Regions from separate parts of the Mus musculus genome. Here all the other regions are linked to region 2. A link is a contact called in public HiChIP or PLAC-seq and promoter capture Hi-C data. All regions are on one chromosome and are shown on one strand. Each heading gives the region's core, a stretch centred on a gene start, on an enhancer-like site or on the middle of the called end of the contact. The rest is flanking DNA. Distances are from core to core; before and after follow the strand shown.

Evidence for each region. Promoter capture Hi-C pulls out the DNA fragments that hold promoters and counts their contacts. HiChIP or PLAC-seq counts read pairs in DNA pulled down with a chosen protein or histone mark.
Region 1: a contact with region 2 is called in a promoter capture Hi-C map of liver, with 5 times the contacts expected there. The contact joins the enhancer-like site here to the promoter of Psmb7 in region 2. A contact is called at or near these places in 25 of 39 promoter capture datasets (the 3T3-L1 cell line, 3T3-L1-derived adipocytes, the C10 cell line and 16 more), 1 of 15 datasets of contacts at CTCF or cohesin (embryonic stem cells), 1 of 484 Hi-C or Micro-C datasets (embryonic stem cells), 8 of 115 datasets of contacts at active chromatin or transcription factors (the 230-238 cell line, CD8 T cells, the HPC-7 cell line and 3 more) and 1 of 9 other capture datasets (adipose tissue).
Region 3: a contact with region 2 is called in an H3K4me3 HiChIP or PLAC-seq map of bone marrow-derived macrophages, with 2.9 times the contacts expected there. The contact joins the enhancer-like site here to the promoter of Psmb7 in region 2. A contact is called at or near these places in 22 of 39 promoter capture datasets (the 3T3-L1 cell line, 3T3-L1-derived adipocytes, the C10 cell line and 14 more), 1 of 15 datasets of contacts at CTCF or cohesin (embryonic stem cells), 1 of 484 Hi-C or Micro-C datasets (embryonic stem cells), 6 of 115 datasets of contacts at active chromatin or transcription factors (CD8 T cells, the HPC-7 cell line, bone marrow-derived macrophages and 1 more) and 1 of 9 other capture datasets (adipose tissue).
Region 4: a promoter capture Hi-C map of 3T3-L1-derived adipocytes shows a contact between it and region 2, with 2.0 times the contacts expected there. The contact joins the enhancer-like site here to the promoter of Psmb7 in region 2. A contact is called at or near these places in 8 of 39 promoter capture datasets (the 3T3-L1 cell line, 3T3-L1-derived adipocytes, the C10 cell line and 5 more), 1 of 484 Hi-C or Micro-C datasets (CD4 T cells), 2 of 115 datasets of contacts at active chromatin or transcription factors (the SCID.adh cell line and large pre-B cells) and 1 of 9 other capture datasets (adipose tissue).
Region 5: a promoter capture Hi-C map of embryonic stem cells shows a contact between it and region 2, with 2.6 times the contacts expected there. The contact joins the enhancer-like site here to the promoter of Psmb7 in region 2. A contact is called at or near these places in 10 of 39 promoter capture datasets (3T3-L1-derived adipocytes, the HPC-7 cell line, embryonic stem cells and 5 more), 1 of 15 datasets of contacts at CTCF or cohesin (embryonic stem cells), 1 of 484 Hi-C or Micro-C datasets (the G1E-ER4 cell line), 8 of 115 datasets of contacts at active chromatin or transcription factors (astrocytes, bone marrow-derived macrophages, embryonic limb bud and 2 more) and 1 of 9 other capture datasets (embryonic stem cells).
Region 6: a contact with region 2 is called in an H3K4me3 HiChIP or PLAC-seq map of bone marrow-derived macrophages, with 5 times the contacts expected there. The contact joins the enhancer-like site here to the promoter of Psmb7 in region 2. A contact is called at or near these places in 3 of 39 promoter capture datasets (the C10 cell line, embryonic stem cells and liver), 3 of 484 Hi-C or Micro-C datasets (bone marrow-derived macrophages, embryonic stem cells and nephron progenitors), 12 of 115 datasets of contacts at active chromatin or transcription factors (the 230-238 cell line, CD8 T cells, bone marrow-derived macrophages and 6 more) and 3 of 9 other capture datasets (adipose tissue, liver and macrophages).
Region 7: an H3K4me3 HiChIP or PLAC-seq map of embryonic stem cells shows a contact between it and region 2, with 13 read pairs. The contact joins the enhancer-like site here to the promoter of Psmb7 in region 2. A contact is called at or near these places in 5 of 39 promoter capture datasets (the 3T3-L1 cell line, 3T3-L1-derived adipocytes, macrophages and 1 more), 1 of 15 datasets of contacts at CTCF or cohesin (the NIH/3T3 cell line), 1 of 484 Hi-C or Micro-C datasets (the G1E-ER4 cell line), 2 of 115 datasets of contacts at active chromatin or transcription factors (bone marrow-derived macrophages and embryonic stem cells) and 2 of 9 other capture datasets (liver and pancreatic islet).

What each region holds. Positions count from the first base shown.
Region 1 is chr2:38,471,262-38,475,057 of GRCm38.p6, forward strand. The region is part of intron 2 of Gm39799 (a long non-coding RNA gene); the gene reads right to left. Among named protein-coding and RNA genes, the nearest start is that of Gm25081, 7.2 kb to the right of the region's middle. Within about 2 kb of position 1,715, at least 81 of the 459 cell types and tissues checked have an H3K27ac peak or open chromatin away from gene starts, as enhancers often do. A contact at or near this core is called in CD8 T cells, the HPC-7 cell line, bone marrow-derived macrophages and 3 more, where this site is marked.
Region 2 is chr2:38,642,254-38,646,022 of GRCm38.p6, forward strand. Psmb7 (proteasome (prosome, macropain) subunit, beta type 7) reads right to left here and starts at 1,653. Exons shown (of 8, transcript NM_011187.1): 1 at 1,588-1,653; 2 at 1,105-1,198; 3 at 1-22. The coding sequence starts at 1,649.
Region 3 is chr2:38,495,793-38,499,724 of GRCm38.p6, forward strand. Gm39799 (a long non-coding RNA gene) reads right to left here. Exons shown (of 3, transcript XR_866165.2): 2 at 2,567-2,718. It also overlaps a transcript of Nek6 not described here. Among named protein-coding and RNA genes, the nearest start is that of Gm39799, 4.6 kb to the right of the region's middle. Within about 2 kb of position 1,964, at least 7 of the 459 cell types and tissues checked have an H3K27ac peak or open chromatin away from gene starts, as enhancers often do. A contact at or near this core is called in bone marrow-derived macrophages, where this site is marked.
Region 4 is chr2:38,822,131-38,825,877 of GRCm38.p6, forward strand. The region is part of intron 3 of Nr6a1 (nuclear receptor subfamily 6, group A, member 1); the gene reads right to left. Nr6a1os (a long non-coding RNA gene) reads left to right here. Exons shown (of 7, transcript XR_866167.2): 1 at 1-1,439. Among named protein-coding and RNA genes, the nearest start is that of Nr6a1os, 8.0 kb to the left of the region's middle. Within about 2 kb of position 1,926, at least 311 of the 459 cell types and tissues checked have an H3K27ac peak or open chromatin away from gene starts, as enhancers often do. A contact at or near this core is called in 3T3-L1-derived adipocytes, the HPC-7 cell line, the SCID.adh cell line and 3 more, where this site is marked.
Region 5 is chr2:38,395,077-38,398,975 of GRCm38.p6, forward strand. No RefSeq gene overlaps it. Among named protein-coding and RNA genes, the nearest start is that of Gm13584, 28 kb to the left of the region's middle. Within about 2 kb of position 2,470, at least 4 of the 459 cell types and tissues checked have an H3K27ac peak or open chromatin away from gene starts, as enhancers often do. A contact at or near this core is called in embryonic stem cells, where this site is marked.
Region 6 is chr2:38,448,497-38,452,521 of GRCm38.p6, forward strand. No RefSeq gene overlaps it. Among named protein-coding and RNA genes, the nearest start is that of Gm25081, 30 kb to the right of the region's middle. Within about 2 kb of position 2,310, at least 16 of the 459 cell types and tissues checked have an H3K27ac peak or open chromatin away from gene starts, as enhancers often do. A contact at or near this core is called in bone marrow-derived macrophages, where this site is marked.
Region 7 is chr2:38,789,734-38,793,578 of GRCm38.p6, forward strand. All of the region lies in intron 3 of Nr6a1 (nuclear receptor subfamily 6, group A, member 1), which reads right to left. Among named protein-coding and RNA genes, the nearest start is that of Nr6a1os, 24 kb to the right of the region's middle. Within about 2 kb of position 1,443, at least 12 of the 459 cell types and tissues checked have an H3K27ac peak or open chromatin away from gene starts, as enhancers often do. A contact at or near this core is called in embryonic stem cells, where this site is marked.

The DNA.
Region 1 (3,796 bases), core at 465-2,964, 170 kb before region 2:
AATACCCAGCCAGGAAGGAAGCCCAGCACTTCTGCATCCCAATGCCCAGGGAACAGCTGGAATCTAGGTCCATTTCAAGTCTAACCAACTGTTATCAAGAGATGAGAGAGAGGAGAGACAATATGGCTCCCAGCGCTTTACATAGAGGAGTAGGGTCTTAGAAAAGTGATGTTGAGAGCCATCCAGAAGGACAAAGAATGACCAGCAGGACCTGGTCAAACATGGGTTTTGACTGCAGTTCCAACTCTGGTCTCCCCCTTTTGTCCATGATCATTTGAACCTCAGGACAGTGGCTGAGGCTCAGGACTTGGGAAAAAACACTTATTGGGAGCCATGTGGTGATCTTCCGGGATCCCTGAGTTTAAGGCCCAATTATTTTTTAAGCTTGTCTGGGAAAGTTGGACAAGTCCTTGATTTCTCTGAATAGTTTTATCATCTGCAAAACAAAAATCTGGGTTCTCACAGCTGTGATATTTTAGGACCTAATCTAGCAGCACATCCCAGCTGGTCTGGATTGTCACCTGCTGGGTGAGTGCTTCCTTCCCATCTCAGCACAGAAACAGTATTGAAGGGTCTGGGCCTCCCAGGGAGGAAGTGGAACCAGGGGCCTCTGCATCCTACACACACACACACACACACACACACACACACACACACACACAATTGAAATCTCCACTGATGTGGCCTCTGCCAGTGACTCAGTGCTTGCCTTATCTGATTGTCAGGGTCGGTTCCTAGAAGTTGAAAGTCATTCTTCTACAGTCATTGCCACAACTTCGTACCACGAGGCAAGTTCTAATTCTGTCTCTCCGCCACAGAATTGGGAGGACGAAGGTGACAATGCTTGGGGTTTTCCAGGAAAAGTCTGGGCTGTAAGTCTGAGGGCCAGGCAAGACACCAAACAGTGAGAGACCAAGGACCAGTCAAGTCACGGGGACAGAACAGACCTGTGGAGAGAGCAATGGAGACAAGCTCTGGGCTCTGCCAGCTGGCCTGTGGGACCTGGGACTTCTTAGTCAGGTGCCATCCTCCAGATTTCACTTTCCAGAGTAACTGCTAATGTGGCTCATACAGTGTCTATACCCAGCCTAGAGGGTAACTAGACAGAGGGCAGAAATCAAGTTGGAGAGTGGGTCTGTTGTATCACCTGTCATGTCTAATCTTTTGACATTGAGACGTGACTTGGTCATCTAAAAACTTCACACTAAAGAACCATGCAACCAAGGTCAAACACACATACACACACACATATACACACACATGCACAGATATGCATAGACATGAACACATGCACAGTCACACATTCATCCTTGTACACCACGTGGGTACACAAACACATGTGCTCACGCATGCACATGAGAGTACACACACGCACACACACATGCATACACACCTTCAAGTTGCCCTGCTAAAGGGCCTAGAAGCTGTGGGTAATTGCCTGACATATGCAAGTCCTTGGGTTTAATCTTTATCTCTGTGGGGGTGGAGTAGGGCTAAGTAGGTGTTGTGACCTTACAATGCCTATGCACTTTGCATGCTACTTAGTCATTTCATCTTGACAATATGTTAGGTGACTGCTGTTCTATTCCTCCATTTCACAGAAAAGAAAACAGAAGTATGGAGATGGTGAGCCACTACATAGTAAATCACTGTACAGTGAACTCTATGAGGGCTGCTGATTCATCAAGGCATGTGCTTGCATTCAGCAAACATGCTCAGTGTGTGAAGGGTCACCCCACATGTGTGCACAGGAAGGAAACCTTTGATGGCAGTGTTCAGAGCATGTGACACTCAGTAGAAATGGATTCATTCATGAGCAAGTGACAGGAAGGGGACAAGAATAAGAAGCCTTTCTATGCCACCACAAGTAACTGTGTGACCTAGCCTGGCCACAGTCACCTTCCTCTGTGAAATCCCCTCACACTAACATCTCCCCCATTTAGTTCTTCCCTTCTGCTTAAGTTCTGCCATTACTGTATTTCCCTAGTAAATGCCTTCATTGACTTCCAGTCCATCTGCCCCGAGGTGATTGGCTCAGCCCTCACCTTATCATATTTTACAGATATCACATTTACTCTATTTACCAATACAGTGCCAAGACTGGATAACAAGTAGAGCCAACCAGGACCAGTTTTATGTGGGCTAAATCAGCAACATTGGTTCATACCACAAAATTCCCATGCCCCAGTGTAACTAGCTGAAGAGTGGGAACAGGCACAGTCAAGGCCCCCACCCTCACCCACACTCCAGGAAGCCCCTGCTCCCACCCCACTTACTCTGGTCTTTTAAAGCACAATTTAAGGATGATGAGCTTTGTATGTATTTGGGGGAAATCCTTAATTTTTCCTAGAGGTTTAAAAAAATAAAATAAAAATGCTAAGCCAGGCGGTGGTGACACATGACTTCAATCAGTTAGAGTACTCCAGAGGCAGAGACAGATGGATCTCTGTGAGTTCAAGGCCAGCCTGGTCTACAGAGCTAATTCCACTACAGCCAAGACTGCACAAAGAAATCCTGTCTCAAAAAACCAAAGTAGCCGGGCGTGGTGGCGCACGCCTTTAATCCCAGCACTCAGGAAGCAGAGGCAGGCGGATTTCTGAGTTTGAGGCCAGCCTGGTCTACAAAGTGAGTTCCAGGACAGCCAGGGCTAAACAGAGAAACCCTGTCTCAAAAAAACAAAACAAAACAAAACAAAACAAAACAAAAACAAAAAACCAACCAACCAACCAAACAAACAAACAAAACAATCCCAAGCAAGCAAACAAAAACAAAACAAAAGAAAAATACAAAAAAACAGTGGTTAGTAATTCTGAGCAGAATGATAGCTAACATGTCTTCCAACCCTGAGGGAATGTCCAGTACTGACCTCCATCTAGCCTTTCTGGTTTAATATCTTGGAGCTTTAATTCTAGGGCTGGGGAAATGGTACAGTTGGTAATGTGCTCATGACACAGGCCTGAGGATGAGAGTTAGGATTCAGCAGCCATGTAAAATAAAACCAGCTCAGTACACTTGGGAGGCAGAGGCAGGTAGATTTCTGAGTTTGAGGCCAGCCTGGTCTACACAGTGAGTTCCAGGACAGCCAGGACTACACAGAGAAACCCTGTCTTGAAAAAAACAAAAAAAAAAAAACAAAAAAAACCCCAGCTCAGTAGAGCCTGCAATCCAGGTCTGGGAAGGCAGAGAGAGAAAGGATTCTTAGGTCTCACTAGCCAGTCAGCCTTGTCAAGTTGATGAGCTCCAGGTTCAGTGAGAGATCTTGCCTCAAAGAATAAGATGCAGAGCAACTGAGTAAGACATTCTCTATCAACCTCTGGTCTCCAGATGCACAGACACGCATACCCACCCCCAACACACACAGGATGTATAAACACACACACACGCACACACATACACACTGAGAGGAATGTCTACACAGCCATACACTATACAGACAAACATACAATGAGTTTCGGTTAGTTAGTTACTTAGTAGGTTGGTTTGAAAAAAGGAAGGTTTCCTTTTAATCATTGTGACTGTGCACATAGAGATGCAGAGTGTCATGGAACAGGACAGGAGAGGTCTGAGGACAAATTCATGGAGTCAGTTCTCCCCTTCCACCTTTGTATGATCAAGGATTAAACTCAAGTCACTAGGCTTGCACGGCCTCGGTGGCCCAAAAGCATTTTAAGCTCAAGTTCTTAGAGATGACTTTAAGAACAGCTTTAGGCTTACAGGAAAAGGACCAAGAGGTACATAGAATGCCTAGGTATTCCCCCAGCCACCACCCCACTATTCCCATACTGACTAATCTCTG
Region 2 (3,769 bases), core at 403-2,902:
CTGCTCCAAGAACTATGCCATCCTATTTTTTAGAGAAAAAAGGTTTTCAACAATTTATATACATAAGATAGTATTTAAGAAAAACAATGTTGGCCATTCTCTGCTCCCAGAATTCCATATCCCCAGTCAAAATTCCTACCAAAACTATTGTCCTACATTATTAGTACATCCTTAATAAATGTCAATGGCTAATTCTTGAGGTGATTAAGACTCATTTCCATCTTCAATCAAGGCGCAACGATTCAGTAAATTCCTTTTAAATCACAGAGCTAAACTGGAAAGAAAAAATGTGGAATGAAGACCCACAATCTTTCCAACAAAATATTTCCAACAAAATAGGTCAGCAAGTACAATACACTAGTCGGGCAAGCCTGGAAAACTGAATTCCATTGTAAGAAGCCACATGAAGCTCAGAATGGACTCCACCAAGTTGTTCTCTGACCTCTACACTTGTCCCATAGCATATGTACAAGCACATACACAGAGAAAATTTAGGAAACAGTCACCTCTATTAGTTTTTGAAATGTGACTCTCTTCACCCCACTAACAACATTAATCGCTAGCCTTTATTATCTTTACAGTTTATTTCAGGATTTATCTCCATTTGATGGATAGAGATTTAACTCTGTAAAAAAAAAAAAAAAAGGCTGAGGGCAGAGTGGCTCTCCCAACGTTGTGGAGGCAGAAGCAGGTAAATTTCTAGTTTAAAGCAGCCTGATCTACAACAATCGGGGCTATATAATGAGACCCTGTCTCAAAGGGGGGGGGGGGGGGGGGGACTAAACTGCCCAAGTAGTTCACTAGAAACAGTATGGAAGCATTAAACATCTAAACAAACCAATTAATCCCAAATTCTGTGCTTTCCCATTGTAGCATCCTGCTTCCTAGAGTACCTTAGGAAAAGCCAAATTGCCCTCATGTGTAAAACTTCAAAATGAGTAAATACAAACTATTTAACATGTAAAACCTCTTGATCAAGGCATTCCCTAATAAAAGCCGATTCTCATGATGCACTCTGACAGTTCTAGCTGGAAGCTTGAGTCCAAGTGGTCTAACTACGGTTAATAGGTCAGTTACCGCTACGGTCGGCCTGTCTAGGCTTACCTTATACACCACCCCCGCGATGGTAGTGCCAGTTTTCCGAGCTTTCGGGAGCTTGAACCCCTTTTTTGCGAAATCCGCTTCCAAGACAGCATTCCTAAGGGAAGGCACAGAAATCAAGTGTTAGAGGACAAGACCACTGGCGAGAAGAGTGGGTGCTTAGGAAGGAACTCAATTTTCTTCCACCCCAGTGTGATCACTGGATTCTCCCATTATTAGCACCATCGGCGAGGAATTACAGATCGGGGCGGTGACCCAATCCCTCCAAAGCCACAGGAAAGTCCAAATCCTTACACACTGGCAAGGGGAGAGGGCCGCGCCGGCCTCAGAAGCAGCCCGCGCTGGGGCCCGATTCCCTGAGTCACACGGCCGCGGGCACCATCCCCACGCTCGCCTCACGCCCCCGACCCCGGCCGCAGCCCAGTTCCGATCCGGCGTACAGAGTTCCCACTCGGGTCCCGATCGCGCCCCCGGGCATGAACACACCTGCGACAATTATCAAAAGAAAAGCCTCCGACCGGTGGCTGAAACACCGACACAGCCGCCATCTTGCCAAGAAAGTGTTTCCGGGCCGAGGGCGGAGCGACAAAAAAAGAACTTAGCACTTCCGGCGCCGCGAGAGACCGGGACGAGAGGGCGGGGCAAACTTCGAACTGGCGCTCTTGGACATAGAGTTCTTGAGTTCTCACTTCCTAGAGAGGCTTGGGTCTTTGAAGTAGTTTTGCCTCAAGTCCTGGGAAGGGGAAACTGACGATCAGCCGAAGGGATGGAATTTGTTAAATCAGATAATAAAATTCCCCCAATAACCAAATCTCCTGACGCTCAGACCAGATCTGTTTCTGCGGTTAAACTAGAATCCGGCGTGTATCAGGGACATCCACACACCCCAGGTCCAGGCAAAGCCGCTGAGCAAATCCCTTTCAACTCCCTTATTTCCTACTGTTAGTGTGTAACGGAGCTTTCACCTTCCTCAGAAAGGCAAACAGACACATGGAAAGACGTTTCGTGCCCTGAGTCACGAGGACAAGGCAACCCCAAGCCCCCAGTGAGACACTGCTTTGGACCCACTACAATGACTGGAGTTGGACAGAGAAAAACTCTCTGTGACAGGTGGGAATATAAAACGGTCATCTGCTCCGGAAAACGAACTGGATCTTAAACCAAAATTATCACTGTCATACCTACCCAGAAGAACTGGAAAGCTAAGTTCACAGATGCTTCTAGGCAAATGAGCATAGCAACCAGGTACCTAACAGGCAAATCGGGAAACAACACAAATGCCCATTGACGGATGAATGAGTAAACAAAATGTGGAATATCAGCACAGTGAAACAGTATTAGGCCGTAAAAGGGAAGGGAATGTGATACCTACTAAATCAGGGGTGACCCTGGAAAACAATTTGCTAAATATAAAGAGACTAGGCATGGAGAAGAAGAACCACATTGTATAATTACATTCACATGTGATATACTATACATTCATGTGGTAATCATGTTCACATGCCTGTGGGTACATGTGGGTGTATGGTTAATGTTGGGAGTCCTCCACCACTCTCCACTTTACTCTTTCAGTCATCTTCCCTCTGGGCCATCTCCCCAGCCTTAGAGAGTTCCATTTGTATGAAGTATCTCAAAATAGGCAAATCTGCAGAAGCATAAAGTGAATCAGTAGTTGTTAAGGCTGAAGGAGAGGCACTGGATTGTTTATGGGCACAGAATTCATAATGTTACCCAGCACTATGAGTGCAGTGTTATGTAATTTTAAGAAAATCTTCTACTGATGGAAATGTGAGGCTTGCTGCGGAAGTCAGGAAAATATTTTTAAACTTATTTAGGCAATAAGTGACACCCTCCATGACTGTGAAATGAATTCATTTACAAATATTTATTAAGCACCTACTATGTCCTATTATGATTGTAGCTGAAGACAGACGGATGGATAGATAAATGAATGAATGAATGAATAACATCCTAAGGATCTAGAACCAGTGTCTCAACCATATTTTTAGTAAATGTTCACTAAAAATTAAGTTCCATCTGATTGCATCTCTGGGTCTTTTGAAATAAAGAAAATAAGTTCTAATTTTGAAGCCCTGTGCTAAGAATAGGCTCGGAGAGTGGGTCCTAGCCCAGCTTAGCTTGAGTGCTTGCTTGCTGAAAGCCACAGGTGAAGATAATAACTCCTTGTAATGATGTTTCTGCAGCTAGAGAAAACAAAGGTCACCTGTCAAAGCCCCAGAAAATAGGCAAAAGGAATTCATAGTCCTTATATTCCCAAACTCCTGAACTGTAAGGCAATACATTTCTGTTGTCTATGCCATCCAGCTTAGAGTAATTTGTTATGGCTGCCTATCAAAGTCAGACGCCTCACAAGTTTACAGTCCAAAGAAGAGAAAAACCCAGAACAAATCTTTTTGGTGGTGGAGTGTAAGTAGGATCGGGCTGGTTTAGAAGTCTGGGAGTGTAATCCTATGAGACACACAAGAGGAACAGATGAAAAATGACAAAATCAACTTTTAGACATGGCTTTTGGGGAGTCAGAGTTCTGAGCCTGAAGCAGAGGAAGGCACGGCAGTGGGAAAATGACTGTGTCCTTCTGTGGGGTCTGATGGCAGTGGAAAAATGACTGTGTCCTTCTGTGGGGTCTAATGGCAGTGGGAAAATGACT
Region 3 (3,932 bases), core at 714-3,213, 150 kb before region 2:
CTTCCTCAGATATAATGCAAATGACATGAACCATAAAGACAAAACTTGGGACTGCAGGTGTCTCAGTTGGTGGGGTGTTTGCATAACATGGTGGGTTGAATAAGAATGGCCCCTATAAACTTATATATTTGAATGCTTAGTCACCAGGGAGTAAAGCTATTTGAAAGGATTAGAAGGATCAGAAGATGTGGCCTTATTGGAGTAGGTGTGGCCTTGTTGGAGTAAGTGCATCATTGGAGGGTGGGCTTTGAGATCTCAAAAGTCCATGCCAAGCTGGAGTCTGTCTTTCTCTGCCTATGGACCAGGATGCAGTTCTCAGCTACTGCTCCAGCACTTGCCTGCCCGTCACCATGCTCCCCACCATGATGATAATGGTATGAGCCCCTGAAAGTGTAATCAAGCCCCCATTTTGTAAGAATTGCCTTGGTCATAGTGTCTCTTCACAGCAATAAAACTAGGACACCTAGTGTTCATGAAGCCCCATGTTCAATCCCCAGCATTCTACAAACAAAATGTGGTTATACTCTTATGTAATCCCAGCATGGGGAAGTGGACACAGGATGATCAGAAATTCAGGGTCATCCTTGGCTACACAGTGAGTTCAAGACCAGCCTGAAATATTTCAGATCCCATCAGCAACAAAGGTAAAGCTTTATAAACGGAACTGTATCAGAATCAAAAACACCTACTTCTGGCAAGTCACTGTCAAAAAAAAAAAAATGAAAAGACAAACCAAAGAATGGAAGAGAATGTGATAATAGTGCTACTTAGAACTTTAAAATAACACAAAATAAAATGTTAAATCACTGTATAATGAAATGGGCAACAGATTTTATTTTATGAGCATGGGTCTCTTGCATGTTTGTATACCACATGTGTGCCAGGAGCCTGAAGAGGCCAGAGAAGGGAGTCAGATACCCTGAGCATGGAATTACAGATGGTTGTAAGCCATCATGTGGGTACTGGTACTCACACTTGCTCTTTCTAGAAGAGGAGCCAGTACTCTTAACCACTGAGCTATACCTCCAACTCCCATGGGCAACAGTTTTAAACGACATTTCTCCCAAAAGATATAGGTAGATTCTGACTACGAATCTGCAGCCTTCGGAAGAATAGAATGGAAACTTTCCCCTTTAAATGTCTCCTGAGAATCAGACCTGGTGGTTCAGGCCTATGGTCCCACTTACTCAGGAGGCTGGTACAGGGGCATTGTAGGCTCAACTTAGTGTGGGCAACTTAGTGGGACCCTGTCTCAAAATAAAAAGAGGATTAAGAATAAGCTAATGGTTGAGTAATGGCTTATAATGTTGGAGGCCCTGGGTTCAAGCCCCAGCACAGAGGGAAAAAAAGCCTCTTTGAGTGCCCTGTAGGACTCCCATGTGGGGTTACACTGAGATATTGTGTGGAAACCCATAGACATCACTTACAGGGAGCTGTCTAGATGAACCCTGCAGTGAAGACTCTGCCTGACTTATGTTTTATTCATTTATTTTTTTAAATACAATTTTTTTAAAGATTTATTTATTTATTATATGTAAGTTCACTGTAGCTGTCTTCAGACACTCCAGTAGAGGGCATCAGATCTTGTTACAGATGGTTGTGAGCCACCATGTGGTTGCTGGGATTTGAACTCCGGACCTTTGGAAGAGCAGTCGGGTGCTCTTACCCACTGAGCCATCTCACCAGCCCGACTTATGTTTTAGAAGTCAGTGTTTGCAAGCTGGGTGTGGTAGTGTGCACCTGCAATGCCAGGACCCAGGGACAGGAGGATGCCTGAAAGTCTGGGGCCAACTTGGCTTACAGGAGTTACCAGACAGCCATACTAAGTTGAGATCTTTAAATTATTATATGAAGCAAAGCAATCCAAACTCAAAAAGACAAAGGCATTCTTTCTCCTCTGGGCAGACCCTAGATTGTGTGTGTGTGTATGTGTGTTTGTATGTGTGTGTGTTCATGATGAAACAGAAAGGAGAACATGACAAAAGGGAAATATGTCTTAAGGAAGGGAAAGGGAAACAGACAATAGAATACATGCAATGTGGAAGTTGAATGGGGACTGCAGGACTTGTGGGAGGGGAGGGGGAAGAGAAGGGGGGGCTGAGATGATGTGATAAGGGGTGGCAGATCAACAAAAACTAACTATATATGGAAATACCACAATGAAATGCAATGCTTAGTTTGCTATTTTGAAAAACACAAACAACTTTTTAAAAATTAGGATATTTTGTGTTTGCAGCCCAGTTATTTTCTGCCTGAATGAGGTGAGCCCCCCAGAAGGTGGAGGAATGGGCCACAGTTTCTCCGATTGACCTATCCCAACCCTGAGCCTCCTTCGCTGGCTTGGAGGAAAAAGGCTCTGGAGAGCAGAGAGACAAGAGGCGTGCTTCCCCCATTGGCGTTCTGCCCCGGAGAATCTTTCTGCAGCCCAGACTCAGGAAAGGGCAGAGGGACTTTCTCCAGATGGACGAGGTGACCTCAACTCTGATTGAGTCTCTGTTTATAAATAGGGTGGCAGCCCTGGGCCAGGCTCCTAGGCTATTATCCCATCTTATTTTCCCAGCAGTACCTTGATGCACATCAGGAGGTTGAAAACAAGCGATGACTTTCCAAGGCCACTGGCCAAGTTAAGTATGTGCTAGCCTTGGACCCAGATCTCCAGCCACAGGCTTGGGGATAGCTCCACCTTGATGTCTTCTTGAGAGAAACCGAGAGTGGCACCTGTGTCAGAGAGGACGTTTGCAGAGACCACTGCTCATGTGACCTTGTGGGAAAAACAATCCCATCTTCTCCTTTTGGTTTCTCTTGGAAAGACCCTCCCCTTTGCAGAGCTATTTTCTAGTCTATAATTTGTGCCAAGGTTGACAGGAGGTCAGAGTTGGCTTGATAGCTTAAGAGGGGGCTGGGTCAAAGGCCCATCTTGTGAGGTTCCCACTAGGTCCTAAAGGTAAGGGACATAAACCTGTATTCATCCTACCCTTGTCTGGCTTGGGCGACTCCCCCAAGTTCAGACTGCCTCTGCCCAAACACAGCTGCCCAGGATTCAGCCACATTGAGAAGCACCAGCTCGGTAGATTTTCATGTGAGTTCAACTCTTCCCTGCTGTCTGGCCTTGGCCAACTGCTCCTCCTTTTCTAGTCTTCATTTCTCTACCCAGAAACTGCAGGTGCTCATCAGAGGGGAGGGGACAGGCTGGCTGAGAACATTTGACAATGGGGCCAGCCGAAAGTGCTGCTCTAGAATGGGAGCTGAGGAAGCTTTCTCAGCATTTCTTCTCCTAGAAGAACGGTGCACTGCATGCTGGCCCTATTGCATGAGTGCAAGCTTTGGCGAGGGGATATGCCATGGTGGGTCAGTCCTGGTCCTTGCCCTTCAGTTCAGAGATAAAGATCAGCCACACCAGGCAGGAGCAGCATGTAGTGTTAGGTGATACCCAAGGGAGCCACCCCAAAGAGGGAAGAAAAACCCTGTCTGGGCCAGGGAAGGCTTCCCAGGAGGGTGGGCTGTTTGTCACATCATTGACCAATTACTTGAAGGCAATCTGTAGACCCCCTCAATGTCTGCTAGATGAATATTAATATTCTAGGAAAGCGCTTTTGATGCAGGTCCTGATGGATGAATAAGATTTTGTCTCACTGGTGGGGAGAAAGGATGCTCCAGGGAAAAGAAGCACCATGTGTTAAAATCTAATGACCAGAAAAGGCCTGGCAGGCTTGTATAGGGATGGAAAGGGGTGGAAAGGGGACAAGTTCTTACTTGCACACCACAAATGCTCACAACCAACAGCCCTAACAAAAGACAGCGTAACAGGAGGAAAGCAGAGAAAATGTATTTGATCATAGTTTGGCACCACACAGGGGCCTTCAGATTGAAGTCTCCAGAGCCAGGATGAACGATTTGTGTGTTTAGCTTCTGTATGAGCAAGCACACACATG
Region 4 (3,747 bases), core at 676-3,175, 180 kb after region 2:
GATCCTTGGAACTAGAGTTACAGGTTGTTATAAGCTACCACTTAGGTGCTGGGAATTGAAGATGGTTCTTCCGGAAGAGTAACCTGTATTCTTAACCTTTGAGCCATTTATCTCTCCAGCCCCTCATAATGAAACTTTATTACATCAATTAAAAAAAAAAGTCAATTTAATTAAATAAAGTAACTGCCTTTTTCTAAACAACATCACAACTGACAGTCCTTTATGGCAACCTGGTTTCCTAGTGGCTCAGAAAAACAGCTGGTGAACCTGAAGGACCCTAGTTTAGATAATTCATCTAAAGACTGCCAGCTAAGGCTGTGTTGCAAGTTTAAAGGCTAGGCCACAGCTTGATGGAGTCTATGCTTTTATACTACCCATCTCCAAAATCCCCTGTATGACTAAAGGGTGATCCCAAAAAGGAATAATAAGAGATTTAAAGCTACTTCCTCATATGTTCAAACACTCTAAAATCTAAAAACTCACTTCTCTGCTGTTTATTCGCTTTTCATTAGGTATAATTTAGATCTATAAAACTTCCCTCTTCCCTCCTTCCTTCCTATATACTATGCTACTATGTAGCTAAATTTGGCCTAAAACTCACAATCTTTCCTACTTCTGCCTCTCAAATGCTAGACTTACTACAGGAACACACCATTTCTGCTTCAAACACCACTTTTATAATTACCTTATCAAACTGCAAAATCAGGTCCATGGTCTGGAGAGGAAGCTGGCTAAATCAAACAATTAGTTTAGTTACAGCACAATTTATCAACAATAGGCTGGCTTAGAACTGTGGCATCAGCTGCATTATTGTATTTTAGAAAGACTAGTTCCCCCGACATGTATATAAGGTGTAAGCAACTACTCCGTGGGTCATGCCATCAAACAAAAGCAACACCTACAAAGTCTCTCTCAGTGACTAGAAGCAGCCAGACACTCAAACTGCCAGTCCTGAATTATGGCCTCTGAATGGTGAGGGCTTCACATTTCACCGATCAGGGCACAGCCCAATCAGAAGACAAACCCCTGCCCTGGCGGGGACCAGCAAATCCGCTTTCTTCCAGTGTGCACATGACTGAATGTGCTTCTGTCCATCATCTGGGTCATATATAGTTCAATGCGAGCTAAGCAGACAGGGCTGCAAGGAAACCTGGTGCGGTTCAATACCTTGTCTAGCCTGGGCTCCAGGATCTTTTTTTTTTTTTTTTTTTTAAACTGACAAACTCATTTTTCTACTGGGACAGGATGCTGTGCTGGCTGAAGTTCCATTTCTACAGCAAGAATCCTATCTGGAAGCACAGAAGTTGTCCTCTAGCCACAGCAGCTCCAACTTTTTTGTTGTTGCTGCTTTCTTCTATCACCCCCTTCCCCTTTTGACAAAGATCCAACTGTAGAAAGTCTTACGTAACAGTTCAGGACTACTTCGGTTCTTTTACCGGGTAAGCACTTTCATTTTTTTTCCAGCTAAAAACCATTTTAAAATTGCATCTGTTGAGAGGCTTTGACTAAAACCTTTTCAGTAATTTGTGTAGTGAAATGCTGTCACTGATTTTTTCGGCTCATTTCTGCACGTGCTCCTTTGTTCTCGGAACAGAAGCTTTATACGCTCCCCATAACGCAGCTGCAGAGTTATTAAGTCAGTTATTATAAGGAACACAAAGGTTGCTTTGCATTCTTTGCCTTTAGGTAATTAATTTTCTATTTGTTTTTCTTAAAACAATATTTAAATAAGGCAGAAATTAACAAAAGAATAAACTGTTAGAAAATTTAGCAAAGTTTGAAGTTTTTACCACCTTTTCTATCCGTAGTTTTGCATGGCCAAACACTTGTGCCGCCTGGGGCGTTGGGGGTAAAGGCAAGCATAGACAGAGAGGAACTAAGCCAGACATGGACAAAGGCATGAGCCAAAACCAGACAGTCCTGGCCGTTCGATAGGCCAGCAGCGGGTGAGACAGGTCAGCCAGCTGCGGAGGTGGGAGGGGGGAAAGGGGGCATGGATGTGTGAGGTGCTCATGCGTGCAATCGTGACTAGATTCTGAAACTGCCAGCCATTTTCCAAGCTATGCTTTGTATAATCTAAAGGAATGTGTGTCCCCTGAAGCAGTCTTAGCAGAGCCATGGAAAGAAAGGAGCACAAGAGACACCAGCAGCACACAGAATCAGAAAATACTGGGAACTTGAGTGGGCAAGAGGGAATGCAGTGTGTGGAAATTTTTTAGTGATCTGGAATGTGTTGAGTGACAGGAAGTGCCCCAAGCAACCCCCCCTCCACTCTTCTCAGTCTCGCCTGCTTTTGTCTAACTCTTGTAATCTACACACTACTGCTTACAAAGCTGTCTGAGTTTAAGACAAAAAGAAACATAAAAGGCTCTCTCTCCATTTCATAGTACCTGTGAGAGAGGAGAAATGTAAACGCAATCCTATCGAGATTTTCTTTTTCAGGTATATTGAAGATACTTAAAATAACTGTTTATAGATAAATGAGAATTGTAAATTATAGTACCATTTTAAACCTATAATTAAAAAAGATTAACCAATTCTGGTATAACTTAGGTGGGTTCCTAATTTGAAGGCAACTTGTTTTCTTTGATTTTTATGTTACATGTGAAGCTCGATTTTCTTTGTATAGATGTGGGCTTTGGGGAAAATATTTGAAGTAATAAGAAAGTACTTTTTAAAAAGGGCGGGGATGGTTTCCCTTTGTGGGGTGGAAAGCAGTTTAAAGGACTAGTTCCTTGAGAAAAGCAGCTGTCTCTTACTTTTGTTTATGTGCAATCAAGTAACTTTATAATATAAAAAATGCTAGAAAAAACTTTTCAGACAATATAACATTATTCTAAGTGGAAAAAAAAAAACACACACCTAATCTGGCATGTTTCCCAAAGTTCAGGAACACTTAAAAAAACCAGTTAAATAATTTAACACCTAGCCCAACTTAGGAAATGGAGAATTAAGCATGTGTCAGACGCTTCTTTCTAATGGTTTAGCTCCTACCGCAGAGTGTTACTGGGCAGCCTAGGAGTTAATCTTGCCTAGCGTGGCTCTGAGCTCTCATGCCGAGCAGACGTTATTCACATGACGATTCGAAAAGTCCATTCATGTATCTCACTACCTGGATTTGAATAGAAACCAGACAGCAATTCTTTAGTTCCAGCCACATTCGCCCCACTGGACAATAGTGATTTGTTAGCACACAGTCGCAGGCTGGGGAACACAAAGCTCAGAGCTGCAGAAAGATGCAGAATTCAGAGAACAGGAAGTTACAGGCTCCACACACTCCTGGCAGCTCTGAGATTTGAAGAGAATAAAAAAAGGAAAGAAAGAGAAAAGGGCAGCACGGAGATCCGAGATGCCATGGTTAAGGGCTACTCTAGCATTTTAACCACCTCCAGTGCCATAAAAGCTGTATTGTTAAAGTACATAAAGTCACGAGTCCTGTGTGCTCTCTTTTCGCACTACAGAATACTTCATTCAAAGCCCTGGAACAGTCAGCAGTACTAAAGTATCCACGGTGTGCAGTTGCTTGGTCTGCTCTTATAGAAAGGAGAGGAGCATTTGATAAATAAAGCCTACTATCATAAGTAGAACATAATAAAGTTGGTATCCTTTTAAATTTATTTCATAAAACCATTCAAACTTAAATTAAATGTACCAAAACTCTATAGAAAATATTTTTTTCTCCAAGATAACATATAAGATTTATTATTAAATTTCAAACAAAGTTTTCTTATAAGACACAGTTTAAAA
Region 5 (3,899 bases), core at 1,220-3,719, 250 kb before region 2:
AAGCCCCTGCCCTCTCTCAACTCTAGTTTGCTCATCTGTAAAATGGGAGGTAGGGACAGCTTTCCCCCCGACCTATGAGCATGTGCCTTGCTCCCCACCTCCCTGCCCAGCCCAGGTTCCACAGTCCCTCAGCGTACTTAGCTTCTTCCACGAGGCTCATCAGGATGCAACATACTTTAAATAGCATCTGCATGACTGGCTGGGGTTTTTTTTTTTTTTTTTTTTTTTTTTCTTCCCAGAGAAGCTTTCTACAAAGTGTGCCAAGTGGCAGCTGTCAGGGCCGAGGTGGCATTTCCCTCAGTGATGCTGACAGCAGCTGTCCCGGCGCAGGCTGAATGGAATGGAAATGACATCATGTTTATTCAGGAAAGACGTTCCCAGGCCCAGATCAGTGTCAGCAAGATTCTGGGATGCAAGGAACGAACACTCGCCCGAGACCATCAGTCAGCGGGGCTCCTCTCTTGTTGCACACACGATGCTTCAAGCCATAAACACCTCACACACCAACGTGAACCATGCATGCTCCACCCTTTTACATTCATTTCTTGGAGACTTCCACGTGTACGACACCCCTCACACACATACTAACATGAGCCCCACACCCCACACATACACATCACACATATACACACAGTTCAAGCCACACCCTCTCACATTCAACACTCAAGGACCTCCATATACACCACATCCCTTACACAAACACATATCAACACAAGCATACACACCATACACAGCAACACAGTACGCAACACATCTCTCCACACTCAACACCCTCAACACCCACCTACACTGCCTACCCCCCATCTCACACATATGCAGATACACACACATGAGTCATATATCTCACATAATACACCCATACACAAACACACAATATAAACCATATACTTCATACATGCACATCTGAAAGGTGCATACCACACCCTATATACTCAACACCCACAGACTTCCACATACACCATACCCCTGGTACAGACCAGAACAGACTTCACACCTCACATATGTATCCCTGATGCACACTCTACATATTTCTCACATAAACACATGCCATCATGACACCCCCCCCCCCTACACACACATACCCCATAAACATAAATCACCAGAGGCTACATTACCATGGTATTATGGTAATATGCCATAGGGTCACAGACACAGACACACCCAGGTGACATACACAGATTATTGAGACCACTCACATTCTGCATTCAGAACCATGCCACTACCACACTCAGATGGGGGTTCTGCACAGGATGGAGAGAAACTCCAGCCCTAAAGATATCAGCGCTCTCTCTCTCTCTCTCTCTTCTGAGAGATGCCTACTGAACTACCCTGTCAGTCTTGGCTTATGTGAAGATTGAATGGTAGAGGTGATACCCTGTGCGAGAATAGCTTGAGCTAAATCCAGACCCCATTGCTCCTGCCACCTTCTAGGTATATGGATTACCTGTACTGAGCCCCTCGGTTCCCATGTCATTCAAACAAGAAGTGTTAGATACCTAGTGGCTCCCATGGGCTGGCTAGGTGGCTTCTGCCATGCTTTGAGACCTGTGGGACTGCATGAGGTTGTCGGTGAGTATGCTGTGGGCTGGGCCTGGCTCAGCATGAACAGTCCTCTGGTTCCACAACACAGGCCTGGCTATAACATGGAACATTGTGGGGATGAAGCAACAGAAGCTGAAGATGACTTATGCCTTAGCTTCCTGTCTCCTGTTTGTCAGAGTAAGTCCTAGGGCCAGCCCATGTTGGACTTGCGGCTGGCAGACACTTTTTACGTATCACTATTCCATCCTGCTGTGGAGCCCCATGGAAACACCCAGTCTCTCCCTGTGATGTTACAGCTATTGAGACATTACAAAGAAGAAGGAGGAGGAGGAGGAGGAGGAGGAGGAGGAGGAGGAGGAGGAGGAGGAGGAGGAGAAAGTCTTCTCTCTGTGTCTCTCTGTGTATGTGTGTCTCTCTCTTGTCTGTCTCCCTCCTCTCCCCTCTCCCTTTTCCCTCTCCTCTCCTCTCTCTCTTACTCTTGTTCTCTCTCTCACTCTTGTTCATTCTCTCTCTCTCTCTCTCTCTCTCTCTCTCTCTCTCATGCTGGGACCTGAAGCCAGTCCAGCATTGGGCTTCTAGTTAGCTCTACTGTAACCAAGCTATTGGGTTTTGCTGTTTCTCCTCTGCCCAGCTCCTCAGCTTTGATTCCACAACGTACCCCCCCCCCCAAAAAAAAGTCAACATGCGGTTCCTGACCTTAGACAATGAACTCGTGGCTGCCATTTGTGGAGCACTACTGTGTGCCAGGCACCTTCCTCACTTATGTCATTGAAACTCTCCATTGACCCCTTGAGGTACAGTCTCATTCCCATGTGATGAAAGGAGGCTCCCTCAAGGTCAAGCCTGAGGTGGTAGCACTCCAGGCTCCACTATATCCGGTCTCCCTGGATCAATACACATTCCAAGATGGCTGTCTGGCCCCACCTCTGACTGCGGGGTGACAGGAGAGCCAGGCAAGGTCTGGCGCTTCCGGGTGTGGGCTCTGATCATCCTTCACCACTCTTCGTTTGCTGAGGACGGTACAGAAGCACAGGACCTGGAATCAGGCAGACCTGTGTTTGACTTCTAACAATGCTGGACTTCCTCAGGCAAATGACTGAAGGTCTCAGTTACTGGAGCTAAATGGGAGAGTGGTATACCGCACAGGCTTGCTGTGAGGGTTCAGTGCTGCATTGTAAGCACATGGTGATGTGGGGGTTCAAAAAGGAAGCAAGACTGGCAAAACTACCACCGTGGTGAAAACTAGGGCACGGGGATTCATTATGCTATCCTATTTTTGTGTATCTTAAGGTTTTTCATAATAATTTTTTTCCTGCTGCCTTTCATGACACGTAGCTATGATTATAAGCAGGGCCTGTTCTTGGGAGGCTGGGGTGAGTGGGTGTGAGCAAGGGGTGGGGCTTCTCCACAGCCGATGGTGTCCTCTTCAGCCTGGAGGAGCCGGGGTTCTCCTTTAAGACCTATGTAGCTCTAAAGGACAGGCAGCTGTTGGGAGAACTCACAGCTTGGTCCTGGCTCTGCTCTCTTCCTTAGGCCACGGTCCTCTCTGGTGATGTCACTGCTTCTCACCAGGCCGGGTCCTCCCTTCGCACTGGATCACAGTGAAGAGGTGACATGAAGGAAAGTGTCATGCTTTGTTTTAACTTCTGCCCAATTTTTCTCTTTCTTTTGATGAAAAAAAAAAATCCTTTTGAATTATTACCCGTTGGCCCTTGCTGGTTTGTTTTAAATCAGTTGTTTGTTTGTTTCATTTTGTTTGATATTTTGTATCTAAGGCTAGCCTAAAACTGACTGTGTAGAGGAGGATGACCTGGAATTCCTTATCTTCCTGACTCCATCTTCTAAGTAGTAGCATTACAGGCACCCATGTTCAAACCCCACTTTTGCATTTTTTTTTGTCATTGTTTTCTTTTAAAAACAAAACAAAAGCAAAAACAAGCAAACAAACAAACCCCAACGACATGTCATTCAGGATGGCCGGACACTTGCTATGCATCTTAGGCTAGTCTCAAGCTGCTGGTCCTCACGATTCAGTGTCCCCAGTGCTGGGTGACAGGTGTGTTCTACCACACCTGGCATGTGAGTTTTCCACGAAAATATGTCTATTCAAATTGTTTACCCAATCTTTGACTTTCCATTTTTGAGTGAAGCATTTTTAAAAATACATTTTGGAAACATACCCTTTGTGAAATATAAGATTACAAATACTTTCTTCCGTTTCATATCCTTAAAGTTTTAAATTTCAATTGTTACTAGTAATTACTATTTAAGTGTTCATGTTATGGGGAAGGGTGTGATACTCCAACAACGGCTGTGTCATCATCACATCAGGGGCTGGGACCTGTCTGTCTCCAACA
Region 6 (4,025 bases), core at 1,060-3,559, 190 kb before region 2:
TAGTACCTTATGGGTTTTTAGAAAAACATTTGATGTTTGTCCTATCATTTTGTTTGTTTGCCAGCTTATTTATTGTATGTGTTGAGTGCTCTGCTGCATGTACACCTGCACACCAGAAGTGAGCATCAAATCCCTTTATAGATGGTTGTGAGCTACCATGTGGGTGCTGGGAATTGAACTCAGGACCTCTGGAAGAGCAGTCAGTGCTCTTGACCACTAAGCCATCTCTCCAGCCTTGTCTGCCGTATCTTACATTGTATATGTTTGATTGCTAGCTATCTATTTTCTTTTTTTTTGTTTTGTTTTGTTTTTGTTTGTTTGTTTGTTTGTTTGTTTGTTTTTCGAGACAGGGTTTCTCTGTATAGCTCTGGCTGTCCTGGAACTCACTTTGTAGGCCACGCTGGCCTCGAATTCAGAAATCCGCCTGCCTCTGCCTCCCAAGTGCTGGGATTGTTTAAGCCTTGATGTGACATCTCTCCAAGATGATCATGTGTTAGGGGCTTGGTGTCCATGAGGTAGAGATATTGGGGAGGTTCTAGAAACTTTAGGAGGTAGGATATCACTGGGGGAATTTGTTAGATCACTAGAGAATATGAGTCTGTAGGGAGTGCCTTATCCCTGCCTCCTCTATGCCTTATTCTGCTTCTTGTTGTCTTGAGGTAAGCAGACCCCATCATTGACCGAACACACTCCTGCCCCTATGCCGTCCTGTGACCGTGACCATAGAGTAAACTCTCTGAAAGTATGAGCCAAAATAAATAGTCCCACCCACTCATTACCTTATTCTCTCGGGCATCTTGAGAACAGTAACAATTATATTGCTTCGTGTACAGTACAAAGTTCACACTGCAGCAGACTTCTCGTTCTCTGTATTATTTTGTCAAATATACAAGCAGTGTAAACCTACAGTACATTGCATTTTCTCTTTACTCTAATTGACACTATTTCCATTCTTATCTCTTACTGTAGATATAGGTTGCCTGTAATTTCTTCTCCCTAAGCACTTATACTGTGTCTTTAGTGTGAAATGTATGGGTAATAAGTTTTCTGAATAGAAACATCATTAGGTCTCCTGAATGTTTGGATGATATTCTCACTAGGTAGATCACTCTGAGTTGACAGGTATTCCCCCTAATACCCCCTAATACTTTGAAAGAGATGACACTCGGGGCTCTGTCTTGTGTCATTTCTGCTGAGAAGTCTGTGGTCCTCATCTTTGTACCTCTATGTGTAAAATGGCTTTTATCTCTGGTTGCCTCTATGATTCAAGGTTTTCTTTTCATCTTTAATTGTGAGCAGTTTGAATATGACAGTTTTTGTGTGTTTTTATTTTTTGTGTGTACATGTGTGCTATTACACACCCAAGGAGAGTGCTGGGTGTCCTGCTTTATCCTGTCCACCTGACTCCCTTCAGACGGGGCCTTTCACTGAAACTAGAGCTAGACCAGCAGCCGGAAAGGCCCACTGACCCTCCTGTCACAGCCCACCCACACACAATACTAGCTTTACACTAATATCCAAGGTTGTCCCTTACATGTAGCATAAATGTGTATCCACATCCCAACATACAGAAGCATACATACACACATCCAGAGAATTTAAAAACTATGTTAGTTCAGACACAGTCAGAAGCAGGGGGGGTCTCTATGACTTTGAGGCCAGCTTGGTCTACAAAGTGAGTTCTAGGCTAGCCAGGGCTACACATTAAGTCTATCTTGAAAATAAGTTTGTGAGGGCCAGTGAGATGATCCAGTGTGTAAAGCCACTGCTGCCAAGCCTGAAGACCCTCAGGACAGAAGGAGAGAACACGCTTCTTAATGTGGGGGCTGGAGATTAAAACTCAGATTCTTACATCCAGACTGCAAGCACTCAGTGACCATTTCCCCAACCCTACTCTCTCTCCTCTCTCCTTCCCTCTCTCCCTACCCCTTCCCCTCCCCTTCTCCCCTCCTCTCTTCTCCTCTCCTCTCTCCTACTCTTTTTCTCTCTAGCCTTCTCTCTCTCTCTCTCTCTCTCTCTCTCTCTCTCTCTCACTCTTCCCCCCTTCTCCTCTCCCCTTCCCTTCCTTCCTTTCAGTATTTTTCTTTGCTGTCATCTGAGCTCCTTGGATCGATGATTTCTTCTTTCTTGTCTTTTATTCATTTGGAGGCAATTCCCAGCCATTATCTCTTCAAGTGCTTCTTGCAGCTCTTTTCTTCTTTCTCTTATATTTCTGGGAATCTGACTCATGACTGTTAGGCCATGTGATACTGTCCCACAGCTGCGGGTCTCAGTCCTTTTAGCCTCTCCCTGGAACATTCAGTGAGCTTACAAGGCTTTAACTCCACTTCCACATCTGAACTTTGTGGTGGCATGGCCATATATTTTCCTTTTACAGATGTTCCAACCCCCACACTACATGTATAATGTTGTTGTTCCAGACAAATTAAACATACTGTCCAGTTTCCTGCATTCTACTGCATAGTCCCAAGCACCCAGCTAGGACCATTTTCCAGATTGAGGGACTGTTGTGTTGTTTCAGACAGGGTCTCTGCAGCTCTGGCTGTCCTGGAACTCACTACACAAACCAAGCTGGCCTTGAACTCACAGAGATCACAGATCTGCTTCCCTTCCAAGTGCTGAGATTAAAGGTGTGCCTTCACTACCATGCCTGGCAAGGAAGTATAGCTGAAAGACTGCTGACAATGAAACTTTTCAACTTGTATCTATTTCCTGTTTTGTTGTTTGTTTTGAGAAACGATTTCTCTGTGTAGCCCCAGCTGTCTTAGAACTTGCTCTGTAGACTAGGTTGGCCTCAAACTCACAGAGCTCCTCCCACGTCTGCCTCCTGAGTGCTGGGATTAAAAGTGTGTGTCACCCCAGCTTGCCCCTGAAATGCTGTCACTTTGATTTAAGTTTTGAAGGGTATTTTTGCCTTGTGTGGCACTCTAGCTCGTCAGGCTGGTTTAGAATTCTCATTGCTCTATCTTCTGGTTTTGGAGGTTTCCACTAAAAAGTCCTCTAACTGCCGTTCTGAGCAAGTGCTCCACCCTGAAGTTTAATGAAGCTCCTGTCTTGAGGTACTCTCTTCAACAGTTTTGAAAAAAAAAAAAAGAAAAAACAACCCAAAAGCAATAACAACAACAAAAACCCTCAGCCCTTGTCTTTGGATGCTAGTGTGTGTGTGTATATATGTGTGTGTGTGTGTATGTGTGTGTGTGTGTGTGTGTGTGTGTGTGTGTGTATGTGTGTGTGTATGTGTGTGTGTGTGTGTGTGTGTGTGTGTGTGTGTGTGTGTAGGCCAGAAAGCACTATCACGTGCCTCTTGACACCCCCACCTTATTTTTTGAGAGAAGGTCTCAAGGCATCCCATAGCTCATAATTTCCGGTTCACTCTCATACCTGGCTCTTTGCATGGTGTTGTGAATCCAAGCTCCTGCCAGGCACTTTACTGATGAAACTGTAAGACCCCCCCCCCCCATGCTGGGCTTCCGCTCAAGTCCCAGGATGAGCTGGCCAACACCCCAACATCTTGAGAGAAAACCACACCTGATGCAAGCTGTAAGAGGTTTTATTATCAGCTAGCTGAGGAGGAACCCCTCGCGCCTTGCAGAGCAAGGGAGTTCGACCCCCGAGCGGTGACAGTAGGGGGCTTTTAACAGCTAGCTGAGGAGTTGGGAGAAGTTGGGAAGAGTTCTTCTCTTCCGGGTGTCCTTGGTGAAATTTACAAGGCAGGAGTGGGGAGTGAGTTCTTTCTGAATTTTTATCTCCGTGTCCTCGGCACAGGAAGGCAGGCATCTCTGGTTGTACAGTATAGAAACAAAAAGACTTTTTGCTGGCTATAGAGAACAAAGAGCTTTTTTTCTAGCTGTACTTTTAAAGATCAGGGAAAACAAGTTTGGAGAACATCCAGGGGCTTTACCTTCCAGGGAGAAACGCTCTAAGTCGGGGTCTCACAAAACCATCTCTCCAGCCCCTATAATCTCCTTAGTTATTGCTCCTACACTATTTTCTCTCTTTATAGAACTATGATTACACACAGTTGT
Region 7 (3,845 bases), core at 193-2,692, 150 kb after region 2:
GAGTGGGGATATAGCTCAGTTGGTACGGTGCTTGCCTAATATGCATGAGGCTTCTGGATTTGATATGTAGTACCAAACAAACTAGGCATGGTAGCTAAAAGGTTCTGTCCAGCCTTCATGGGTTCTGGAAGAGAGGAGGAGTGAGGACAGAAAAGAAATGCTGAAAAATTCTCCTATCATCAATGGTTGGATGTGTTTGAGAAGATATCATCTTGAAAATTACTAAGTAAGGAAAAGAAGCCTTTAATCTGTCTTTTCATTACACTATGTGTGCTGGCTAGTTCTACGTTAACATGGCGTAAGCTATAGTTATTTTGGAAGAGGTACTCTCAATTGACAAAATGTCCCACTAAATTGGCCTGTAGGCAAGTCTGTGGTACATTTTCTTGATTGGTAATTAATGTGGAAGGCCCCAGCATACTGGTAGCCACTGGTGGGCTGGTTGTCCTGAGTGTATAAGAAAGCAGGCTGCATAGGCAATGAGAAAAAAACCAGTAAGCAGCGTTCCTCCACAGCCTTTGCATCAGCTCCTGTCCTGATTCGCTGAATAATAGACTATAAACTATAAGATTAAATTCCTTTTAATCTACAAACTTAAGATAATTCCTTTCTGTCCCAAGTTGCTTTGGGTCATAATATTTTATCACAACAACTGAAAAGTAACTATGGAACAAAGGACAACAAATGAAAAAAAATTGGAGTTAGAATATTACTATGGAACAGCCCTAGGTACTGATCATCAAGATATTATAAGAATATTGCAAGAATAGAGAACACAACAATTCAACATCCTCAGGGAGTATTCTCCTCAAAAGTTGAATCTGTGAAGATGATAATCTCTAACCTCCATCTACAAAATTATACAACTATAAGATTCAGAAAGACACATTCATCTACATCACAAAGATATACCAGCAGAACCCCTCCCAACACCCAGTTTTCACAGTGTGCTAGCAAATTCTGAGTGCACTACTCACTCTGCATGATAAAAAGGTGAAATGCCCCTCACCACTTTGTAGTTAGCAAGGTTAAAGAGATTATTTTAACTTTATCTGGGTGTTTCAAAAAAGACCATAACTAACCTTCCTCTTTGAACTAATATTAAGTTAGAGTGCTATTGTGAGAGACCATCTGGGACTATGCTCTTTCTAATCTATTAGTCTTCCTTAAATTCACTTTCTTTACAAATCAAAACCAAAACCAAAACCCCAAACTAGGATCCAGCCATCCTAGTTGGAAATACTATCCTGTCACTAAGATCCTTTTACACTCACAAATCTAGAAACTTTGTTTGTTCTTGAGTACAATGAGTCAGTTTTCCCACCAGAATCTTTGTCCCAAAGCCCACTGGAATGTTTGTTCACACATCTCTTAGAGGTAAGGAAGGGGACACCATCCTCCTTTCCCTTGTTCCAGAATTAGTGACAAAGAGTTCAACATTTAAAGCAAGTCAACATTGAGCAAGCCCTACTCTGTGACAAACAATAGGTTGGAAAGTCAAGATCCCCTCCTTGTAGAGATCAAGCCAGCAGGAGATACAAGGACACTTCTGAGATGAGGGGCAAAACACAATGTGTGCTCAGAGAAGAATGACCTGTCTCAGCTGGGGTGGGAGCAGATCCTCTCTGTGGTATTGGCATCTACATATATAGCTGAGTATTTAATGAATTAAAAACAAAGGCTGGGGCTGGAGAGATGGTTCAGTGGTTAAGAGAACTGACTGTTCTCTTCCAAAGGTCCTAAGTTCAATTCCCAGCAACCACGTGGTGGCTCACAACCACTTGTAAGGGGATGAGATGCCCTCTTCTGGTGTGTCTGAAGAGAACTACAATGTACTCACATACATACGATAAATAAATAAATCTTTAAAACAAACAAACAAACAAACAAAACAAAGGCTGGCCTGGCATGGTTGTGTACACCTTTAATCCAAACATTCAGGAGGCAGAGGCAGGTAGATCTCTAGAAGTTTGAGATCAGCCTGGTCTTCAAAGCAAATCCAGGATAGTCAGGGCTGTTACACAGAGAAACCAGTCTCAAAAACAAGCAGGGCAATGGTGGATTTCTGAGTTCGAGGCCAGCCTGGTCTACAAAGTGAGTTCCAGGACAGCCAGGGATATACAGAGAAACCCTGTCTCGAAAAACCAAACAACAACAACAACAACAAAACTAGATATCAAATAAAAGATATTGGGCTTCCATTGGTGACTTGAACACTACCTCCTCTGTGCCATCTCTCAGAGATAGACTCTTGGGAGCAAACCTTCTTTTGGAACCAAAGGTATTATCTATGCAATCCTTAAGACAACAGCAGTATGGCAAACAGTGAAAGGATGTGAGGAAAGACCAATGGCTTTCAGGAATTCTTTCCTTGAACTTGTCCAAGCATCTCTTCCTAATAATGCTCCTTAGGAAAAAAAAAAAAAAAAACCCAAGCATTACTGCAGGATTTGTCCTTCAGAAAAAAAAAAAATCTGGGTTACAGGAAAAGGAGTGCATACTGGATAGTATACAAAATAATCTCATAGATTATTCCCTTCTTTGAGTTTCTTAACTGAGTTAGTCAGTTGCAATTCTTATCAGTCTATGAATCTGCTTGGTCATGCCCTTAAAAATTACCTACTTACAATTCTTATGCTACTGGGAAGGTAAATCCTCCTATGTAATGGGTCACTGTCAAAACTAGTTTTCAGGATCACTGTCTAGCCTCCTCTATTAAAAGGTTATCACATAAGCTGGTACACTGAGAGATCATCTGTCGTACTGTTTCTTAAAACCAAGTCCATTTTAAATGCACATACTATTTAATCCAGCAACCTAAACACTTCTAGGAATATATAACTAATGGAAATGCTTGTATATGCAGGAGTAGAAAAGGTATCATTGCAGGGGGCTGGAGATGTAGCTCCATTTGTAGAGTGTTTGCCTAGGAGGCTTGATTTCCAAGCACTGCATAAACCAGGCATAACTGCTCACACCTCTTATCTAACACAGAGATGGAGGAAAGAGGATAAAGGGCTGAAGGTCATCCATGGCTTCAAGGCCAGCTTGGGCTACACAAACCTTGACCCCTCTCTCCAAAAAATAGTTCTTTTAATATTTTATATAGTCTGTTTCTGCCTCCCGGGTACTGCGATTAATGATGTGCACTGATTAATGATCTGATCCCTGGACTCATATGATGGAAGAAGAAACTGCTTCTCAAGGGTGGATAGTCCTTTGACTCCCGTATGTACATTGTGAGATATATGCTACACCCTCAAAATAAAATGTAATAAACAAAATACAAGTATATAGAAGTATAGGGCTTGGGCATATTTCTGTCAACAGAGCACCTGCCTAGCATGCACTAGGCTCTAGGTTTGACCCCTAGCACTGCATAAAACTGGATTTGCTGCTTTATGCCAGTAATCCCAGTACTCGGGGGATAAAAAGGCAGGAGAATCTGAAGTTTAAAGTCATCCACAGCTACATAGTGAGTTTGAGGTCAGCCTGGACAACTTGAGACCTAATCAGCCCCACCCTATCCCACCCAGGAGATGAAATACACATACGTGTACTTCAATACCTCTTGCTGAATTAGAGTTATAGAATAAACTAAACAACCATGGTACTTGTCAGAGTATATAAAGCAACAGTTCCAGGTACTAGACTTCAGGAGATGAAGAACGATGATTCCTGGGAGGCAAATAGAATATGGTGAATGGATCTGTGAGTGTTCTTCTTAACTATTTAGAGCAGTGGTTCTAAACCTGTGGGTCCCAACTCCCTTGGTAAACCTCTATCCCCCCCCCCCAAATTAAATTATAATCCATAACAGTAGCAAAATCAGAGTTATGAAGCAG